Linked DNA regions of Mus musculus: region 2 is linked to region 1. A link is a contact called in public promoter capture Hi-C data. All regions are on one chromosome and are shown on one strand. Each heading gives the region's core, a stretch centred on a gene start, on an enhancer-like site or on the middle of the called end of the contact. The rest is flanking DNA. Distances are from core to core; before and after follow the strand shown.

Evidence for each region. Promoter capture Hi-C pulls out the DNA fragments that hold promoters and counts their contacts.
Region 2: a contact with region 1 is called in a promoter capture Hi-C map of hippocampal neurons, with 3 times the contacts expected there. The contact joins the promoter of C730027H18Rik here to the promoter of Slc16a9 in region 1. A contact is called at or near these places in 4 of 39 promoter capture datasets (hippocampal neurons, liver, pre-B cells and 1 more) and 1 of 9 other capture datasets (liver).

Annotation. Positions count from the first base shown.
Region 1 is chr10:70,242,485-70,247,013 of GRCm38.p6, forward strand. It overlaps Slc16a9 (solute carrier family 16 (monocarboxylic acid transporters), member 9), which reads left to right and starts at 2,792. Exons shown (of 6, transcript NM_025807.3): 1 at 2,792-2,894.
Region 2 is chr10:71,180,403-71,185,061 of GRCm38.p6, forward strand. It overlaps C730027H18Rik (RIKEN cDNA C730027H18 gene), which reads right to left and starts at 1,638. Exons shown (of 8, transcript NR_038040.1): 1 at 1,601-1,638. It overlaps Gm34328 (a long non-coding RNA gene), which reads left to right and starts at 955. Exons shown (of 3, transcript XR_380563.3): 1 at 955-1,177.

The sequences.
Region 1 (4,529 bases), core at 1,542-4,041:
TTCTGCTGCTTTCCTGAGATGAGAATCAAGCTGGGACCTCCATCTTATTCTCTCAATGACTGGTGCAGCACATAGAACTGGGGCCCCTGAGAATATTTACAAAGCCCTTCCTAAACAAAATGTTTGATGGTGGTAGCAATATTAGGCAAAGAGCAAACCCATCAGTTTGGGGCATCGCCTATATGCCCTCTTGAGCATGCCTCCAAAAACTTTGCTTCAAATTATTTTCTTGCCAGGGCAAGCTCATTTAAATTCAGCTTCATTACCAGCCTGCCATGTTCTCTCCCTCTGACAGGTTAAAAGTATATTGACCTCTGGGCCAAGAGCCCCAGCTGAGTCTACAGTCCCTGGCTCTTCATGTCCCCTGAAAACACTGGGGACACGAGGAGGAGGAGATGGTTTTAGTTTCCTTTCCTCCAGTCTCTCTGCGCTTCCAGACCCAGTGTGGTGGGGGAGGGACTCCTCGGGCTGCTCTGGGTCAAATTCTATTTGTAGATACAAGGGCAGGGCTGGCCTAGATCACTGGGCTCTCTTGCTTGTTCCACCACAGAGTGGCTAAACAGAGGACCTCAAGGGATGGGGGCAGGTGGCAACTTTCGAATGGCATCCAGGTGGCATGCCCTTTATTCCTGGAGCTGGCCTCCAAGCGCTAGAGCAACCTTGTAGCCACCTCACTCATTGAACAAGCCAGGCCTTGCCATTGCTTGAGTCTAGCCCTCAGGGTTCTGTTTCACAGTAAAGCAGGAACCTTGCCGTTGCATAAGGACACTCCTTCATTCTGTATGGACGGGCATGAACTGGCCTGAGTAGACAGGCCCCTCCCACTTACTGTTAAGAGACACTGGGAGCAGAAGGGAACAAACAGCCTGTGCTGATTTCACACAGCTGAGGATGCAAATAGGCAGGGTTTCCCAAACAGTTTCACAGACAGTAACTTGTTTGATCTGCACGTGAGGGCATCCGCATGTACTCTGGCAGCTGGAATCTATGCAGATCAAGGAAAGCTTTCCAAAGTACCTGTTCCTGAAGCACAGAGGGGGAGATGAGATAGGTTTTCAGGCAGCTGTAGATACCGTGAGTGAACACAAGTCATCCGTTCTAAATGAGACCACCATCGGGAGTGGATACAGAGCCCCTTTCTTCTTCACAAACACATTTTTAGGATGCTGACAGCTTTTCCTTTCTTTTTCCTCCCATAAGGTTTTTGTTTGTTTGGATACTACCTGCCTTCCATGGGCACTGTTTTGTTATTGTTTTTAATTGGTAGTGTTTCTTTTCAGATGAGGTCTCTGTAGCCCAGGCTAGCCTAAAATTCATTATGTAGCCCAGGATGGACCTGAACTCCCAGCGATCTGCCTCTTCAATTGGGTATAGGTGTGAATCACCACAGTGGGCTACTGTTACTATTAAGTATTTTTCTGATTTTTCTTCCACTTTGAGTGTGTGTGTGTGTGTGTGTGTCTGTGTGTGTGTTTCTCAGCAACAGTCCACCTTGGTTTTGAAGAGAGGGTCTCTAAGTGAGACCCGGAGCTTTCTAATAAGGGTAGCCTCTACCTCTTTGGTGCTATGGTTTTGACAGCAGCTGCAGTCATGCTTAGTTATACTTGGGTGCTGGGGGTGGCAAGTAAGCTCTCTCCGGGGACAAGAATAATATGTTTGAGAGGACTTCTCCATAACCTGAATAGAAAGGGGGTGTTGGAGAGAAGCGCTAAAGCCACTTCTCAGGGTGGTGGGCATGGCCAGATTCCGTACCTTTTCTGACTTCTCAACCCTCCCCCACTCTCCACGATGCAGGCAAGATTCTGAAAATATCATAGATAAGGAAATAAGCTGAAAAGACCTAGGTGGCTCAACTCTTAACTTTGCAGGAGGTAGTCCTTGCCGCCTAAGAACGCAGGCTTTGCGTGGTATGAAGGGAATTCTCACGCTGTTAGATAGACATAGTTCTCTTCAAGAATTCAACAGACAGAAAGTTAATGGGGCAGAGGGTGAGCACACGCCACATTGCAGACATATCCCTGGAGCGAACGGTGTCCACACATTCGTTAGCCCCTGGAACCCTAAAGTTTTCTGCAGTGGGCTTCGGTGACAGCGCAGAGAGCCATGCATGGTAGGTAGCTCCAGCGTGAGTTGCTTTGCACCACAGCTAGTGACAGCCTGGTTCTACTTCAAGACACCTGACGGTCTTCACATAACTTCTCCCTCCCTCTTCGACCTCCTGGACACCCGCCTTTCCCGCGGAGTTGTCCCAAAGGAAAGCCCTTGGCATCTTATACTCCCTACTGCCAAAGAGTACCAACTTCACAAAGTTCTAGGTTTCTAGTTCGCTTTCCTCTGGGATCTCTGCCCACGAGTACAGCTCTGGCCAGGAGGCTCCCAGCGACCCAGGGAAGCCAGGGAGAGCAGGCGACCCTTGTATTCAGTTCCACACAGGCTCCTCGCAAATGCACACGGTGCTTGGCGGGGGGTATGCGGGAGAGCTTCGGGAGACCAAGGGGACTCGGGTCCGGCCCTCCCCCCACTCCTAGCCGGGCCTTAAGCTACGGGTGTAGACGCAGCGCCCCTACCGCCGGCTTTTCCACCGCCTCCATCTCCTCCTCCTCCGCCTCCTCTTCCTTCCCCCAGCGGGCGTGCAGTCTCAGCCGGTTCAGACTGGCCAGGGTGCCCCTGCAGAGGAGATCTGAGAGTGGGACCACCCCGGGAGTGACTTCCCGGGGTGGGCGGTGGGGGTGGGGAAGGTGGAGCCGGCCGGGCGGGCTGCACTCCATGTGTCCCGAGGGCAGAGGGCGGCGGCCGTATATTGCGCGCAGCGGGACTGCTCGCCCAGCGCAGGGCCCGGATCAGCAGCTGCGGCCGGAGCTGCGCCCGCGGCCCCAGCCGAGGCCGGGACTCAGGTAAAAACCCCAGGAACTGGGAAGGTCCCGGCGGGAGCTGTCCCCTCACCCTGCAAACTGCACCGAAAGGAGGCGGTGCTGTCACCCGCGGGTGCACAGCTACCGGCCGGCTTCTGGTCTGCCCGGGCTGAAAGCGTCCTGAGAGCGCCGCGGAGCACTCTGCACCCTCTTCTAGAAAGAGTAACTGCCTCTGCAAAAATACTCGTAGGGTTGCCTTTTGCAGGGAGAATGGGGGAGATGAGAGCTCGGATGTCACCAGATGAGTCTCCTGGGATACCTTCTACGTGTGACCCAAGTGGGTCCTCACTTCCCAGAAGGCCGCTCCCGAGGAGGTGGGCTCAGGTGCTGGGGAGAATCCAGGCTGGGGCGCATAGGTTTGGTAAACTGCAAGGACAGCAGCTCACGTTGCGGGCAGATCCTGCTGGGTTCCGGGCAGGGCAGCACCCGGGCTGCGCTACAGGGTGTAGGAGCCTAACGGCCAGGCGGCTCCTCCGCCACCTGAACAAAACTTAGAAGGATTTTGGTGCGCATGCCTCAGCTCTGGTTCGCCTAGGGAACCCTTCTTTGGTTTTAGCCATGCACAGAGGCTTCAGGGGAAACAGCAAGCCATGGAACTTGACCATCAATCAGGTCGGGATTTTACTTCGTTCTTGGAATGTCAGGTCTATGCAGCACAAATGATCCGGAAAGTTTAGGCAGTGTTTACACTACAGATATTATTTACATATTATTTATGTTGATATCTTACTTGCCTCATTGGGCCCATCTGATGGGCTACAGCTCAGTGGTAATAGTTAGACATCTTGACTTGCCCAGATTGGCATGTTCACCTAGAGCAGAGCAGAGCAGAGCAGAGGCCACTCAGATACTCTTAGGCAACAGACGGAGTGAGCTAGGTTGGAGAAAGAAAGGGTGTGCCGATTGGTTACAGCCTCCGTTAAACACTTTGTGAGCGCAGAGAGTAGTGTCGGTACCCATTAACCACCCTCGACTAGCAAATAGAAATTAGACAATAAAATCTTTTCACCTGCCAACTGGCAATAACTTGTATATTCAGCACCGCCGATGTCCGAAGAGCAGGTTTCCTTGCTTCCCATCCTTCTGTGTTTGGGTAAGTGGAGAGACAGGGATCCTACTCGTCTCTAATGAAGGTTCTATAGAAAGGGCCAGGGGCGTGGTAAGATGGCAAAGAGTGACATTAGGAACTCTGGACTGGATTTTTAAATTTTTTTTCTTTCTTTTCTCTCTCTCTTTCTTTCTTTCTTTCTTTCTTTCTTTCTTTCTTTCTTTCTTTCTTTCTTTCCTCCTCCTCCTCCTCCTCCTCCTCCTCCTCCTCCTCCTCCTCCTCCTCAGGGTCGTGGTAAGATGGCAAAGAGTGAAATTAGGAACTCTGGACTGGATTTTTTTCTTTTCTTTTCTTTTCTTTTCTTTTCTTTTCTTCCTTTCTTCCTACCTTCCTTCCTTCCTTCCTTCCTCCCTCCCTCCCTCCCTCCCTTCCTTCCTTCCTTCCTCCCTCCCTTCCTTTCTTTCCTCCTCCTCCTCCTCCTCCTCCTCCTCCTCCTCCTCCTCCTCCTCCTCCTCCTCCTCCTCCTCTTCTTCTTCTTCTTCTTCTTCTTCTTCTTCTTCTTCTTCTTC
Region 2 (4,659 bases), core at 388-2,887, 940 kb after region 1:
AGTGTGTAGGACCCATCACCAGCAGGGTATTGGCTTCCAGTGTTTGAAGATTGAGCGCCCAAACTCGCTCAAAGACATTGACATTTTTTACTTTAAAACTGAAACTTGCCATTTAGACTAAGCTGGCCTCCAGTTTACAAAGACCCTTGCCTGCCTCTGCTTTCCTGACTGCTCAACCAGGTCCCACTAATGCAGAGGGCACAAGGCACTTTAGACTTCAGAATGCATAGGATAAGACTAACGTCCCCAAAACATCCCATTTCCATAACTTCATGAAACATCTATCTTTGAGTCTGCGTTTTAAAAACCGGGATACAATTTTGAAAGCAGCATACAGTATGAGTTTGACATGACTTGACACATTATAAATCTACACAAACATATCTACATCAGAGAGGAGTGTTTCTACCATGTCTAACTGTTCCCTGATGGCCTGTCAACTCTCTCTGGAGGACACCACTCTCCATATTTATATTGTCAGCCTGTATATTCTGTATAAATGTCTTTCTCCTGTATCAGCTCCATTGAGCCTGTCTTTGGCAAAACAATCTTTTTGAGTTTATCCATACTGCCATAGATATAACCTATTTTTCTTGTAAAATGTTAAATAAATTATAAATACATGATGTCACTGAGCCAGGTAGAGTGGTGTCACCTTTAATGCAGCACTTGGGAGGCAGAAGCAGGGAGATCTCTGAGTTCCAAGACAACCAGGGCTACAAGGAGAAACCTTGTCTCAACAAAACCAAAATTAATTAATCACAGATTGGAAATTAATTAATTAAGTGCCTCATCGAACAAAAATAAGTGAAGAGCTTAGGAAGGTCCTTAGGAATGGCACTGGAGGATGCCCTCTGACCTCCACATGCGCACATAAACACACAAAGTACAATAAATTTTAATTATTAATTAACTATAAACAGACTTGAGGGAAATGAATGATGAGCTAGAGTGGTAGGCTGACTTAAAATTAGAACAAGGCAGACTTCTTCCCCAACTGCTTCCCCAGGTTTCCCTGGGGATTTGCAAACATTTGCCAACCTCCCCTGTTTCCCAAGCCTGAACTTCAAAGGCCACAGAGGACTGCTGGCATTTCCTGGTTCTGTGACACCCTGGTCCCCCCTGGTATGATGAAGCTCAGAGCCTGCCAGAGCTTCTTCTGGGAGCACTACACCAGGTGAGGAGAGAGGTGGGATATGGGAAAGAGGACATGGAAAGTCTAGGAGCTAGAAAGCCCTGGAGAAGGGAGTCCTCCCTAAAGAGGAGGTGAAAAGACAGTAGTTAGTTACTGTCACAAAAGAAAGGGGACAAAAAGCCAAACAATCAGCCATCTTGCTAAAGAAGCAGCCATCTTGGCAAGTCCGCCAAGAGGTGCCCAATCAGTTACCAGCTGCCAGACAATGAAACCTCTCATATTCTCTCTGGAAAAAGACACTTCTCATGATGGGTGATACGCTGTAACTGTCTCAGGTTGTCCTGTCTCGTGTGTACATTTTTGAGTTATAGAAAGAAACCGAAGTAATGAATTATAGCTATATACAAAACTACTGTAAAAGAAAAATTAAAATATAGTCGTATCAATCAAGTTTAGCAAACTTACCTTCAGGCCCGGTATTCTCTGTCACATCTCTGAGCCCTGACACGTCCACTAGAAAAATACATTAATAAATAACTAGATTTTGATAAATTATTAATAAAAAGCCAGGCAGAGGTCAGATTTGGCCAGTTTGCTGTTGTTATTTTTATGACTCTGTGTGTGTGTGTGTGTGTGTGTGTGTGTGTGTGTGTGTGTGTGTGTGTGTACGCATACCATAGAATGTAACAAAGGATGACCTTGGATATCAGTCCTCACCTCCCTAACACTTGAGGCAAGCCCCTCTGTTTTGTGCTCATTCTCCAGGCTAACTGGCCTGTGGGCTCTGAGATTTTCCTGTCTTGGTCTCCAGTTTCCTATAACAGGGCTGGGATTATAGACAGTGTCTCTGCACCCCTACCTTTGTGTGTCTAGTGCTTGCCCACTGAGCTGTCTCCCTCACTCATCACTTGCTTTTGTGTTTGTGGTACCTAATCTCAAGCTTTAGTGCCCCAGAGAAACATAAGACCAGCGGGTTAAGCATCGGCTGAAATTCCTATAGAAATGATAACAATGACTATAATTTCTGAAGTTCTTCCCACATGGCTTTATTTCATCACTCCACCAGTCCTAAGAGGTGGATACTAGTGCGCCTTTCATGATTTTAAAAAATAAATAAATAAGTATACATATTGAAATAATAACCTGGAAACTTGGGGTGGGAGAGATAGCATATCTTCACTGCATTTCAAGAACTTTCTGTTCAGTTCCATATACATATATACACATACATATATGTATTATGCATTTATACATACATGTCTACATATACACATTTGTATATACTTATATACACATATATACATATGTAATATATGCATACATAAATGTATACATACATATATAAATGTATGCATACAAACATATATACATATATTTATATGTGCATATACATATTTACATATATATGCATGTACACATATACTCATATATACATATACTCATATACACTATATACATATTTATATATACATATATGCATATCTACATATATGCATATATACACAAACATATGTACATACATACATACATTTATACATTTATAATATATACATATATACAATACATATATGGACATATATACACATTATATATATATATATATATATATATATATATATATATATATATATACACACACATATATTTATGTATATATGTTCAGTTCATATATAGATGAGTTTAAATAGTTACCCTGTATGGGTCCCAAATATCATAAGACAGCAAATAAAAAGAATCTCAGTGCCAGCAGTGGGTTGCTTCCCTTTGGGGTCCCATAGACACCCCCCAAACAATACACTCCTCACAATCTCCACTCTAACAAGGCAAGGGGCTAGACCCACATTCCTGCCTTGAAAACCAGCTGCCAGAGGAATTCGATTCCCCAGCTATGAGGAAATATCTTCTGGGGTCCTAGTGGGTTAATATTGGGCGTTCCCATGCAGGCTAGCAGATAACACTGTTTGCTCTGATAACAAGCTGGCCTCTCTCCCTTTGCTTAATCTGAACGTGTCAAGCATAGTCATGACATCTTGCATTTTTTTCTTTTTCTCCCTCTTGCCCTGGCCCCTGTTGGGGATAGAGCCAGATTTCTGTTTGCCCCATACGCTGATGGCTATAATCCAGTATTCACACCTCCACTGCGTTCAATAAAATCTTGACACAGGAAGAGTTCTCATTTGGAAAATATAGATTTTGTAACTTGGGGCAGCTACAGAAGGAGAATTTGTTAACTGTTCCAACTCCAGTGTTCACCTACGTGGCCTTGCTCTCTCTTGTTAATTCAGCTGGTGTAAGAGGTCATTCCCCAGGTGGGAAGGTAGCAGCTTCATACAAGGAAAAAAGGAGGGAGGGAGGGAGGGAGGAAGGGAGGGAGGGAGGGAGGGAAGGGGGCCCAGGCTGGGTTACCAAGTGCTTGCAGGAATACACTAGCTTTGTTTGGCGAAATGACAGAGACTATGTCCAGAATTGCCTGCTGTCAGTGGGTTAATATTCAGAAAGAGTCACTGACAGATGGAAATTTACTCCCGGCTAAACCTTCCTAGTCTGTGGGTTTGGTGAGCTTTAAGAATGGGATGTATCAAGTTCTCAGTAAATACCACATAAATAAATAATGGGTGAATATATAGTCTTTTATTTTTCTCTGTGTGTCAGTGTGTGTGTCTGTGTGTGTGTGTATCCGTGTGTATCTGTGTGTTTGTATCTATGTATGTGTATCTATGTATATGTCTCTGTGTGTATCTGTGTCTGTGTGTGTCTCTGTGTGTTTATCTGTGTCTTTGTGTGTGTATCTATGTATGTTTCTGTGTATCTATGTATGTGTCTGTTATGTGTCTGTGTATGTCTGTGTATGTATCTGTGTCTGTGTGTGTGTGTGTGTGTGTGTATGTATGCATGCATGTGTGTGTGATGTAAGAGTGCGAATGTGTGAGTACAAGGCACACCTACCAATGTCGGAGGACAACCTCAGGTTTCTGATCTTATCTTCTATCATATTGGAGGCACTGGCTCTTGTTATTCCCCTTAGCACATGCCAGGCTAGCCCACACATTCAGCATATACCAGGCTAACCCACAAGCTTCCAGTGATTCTCCAGTCTCTGCCTTCCATCTCGCCCTAAGCATTTTGGGATTACAGACATGTTACTGCTTACAGATTTATGTGTGGTCTGGGGATCCAACCTCAGGTCCTTGCACTTGCCTGGCCATCAGGTACCCACTGAGCCACTTCCCCAGCCCTCTTTGTGTCTGCAAAGCACAGATGCTAAAGCCCCCAGATGTTCAGTGAGCTCTTCAGGGACATGTGCAAAATCTTAAGTGATGAAGGTTACAAGATGGGACATTTTTAAAATATCACCCAATGTGACCAGGGGCTCTGGAGTCTGGCTCTGGGTTTGTTTCCAGATTGTACCTCTGGGCCTATAGATCACAAAAGGCAGACACTCATCTCTTGCTTTCTGTAGTATTTCCAACACCCGGCACAGCATCCAGTCCATATTAGATATTCAAGCAACATTTAAACACTTG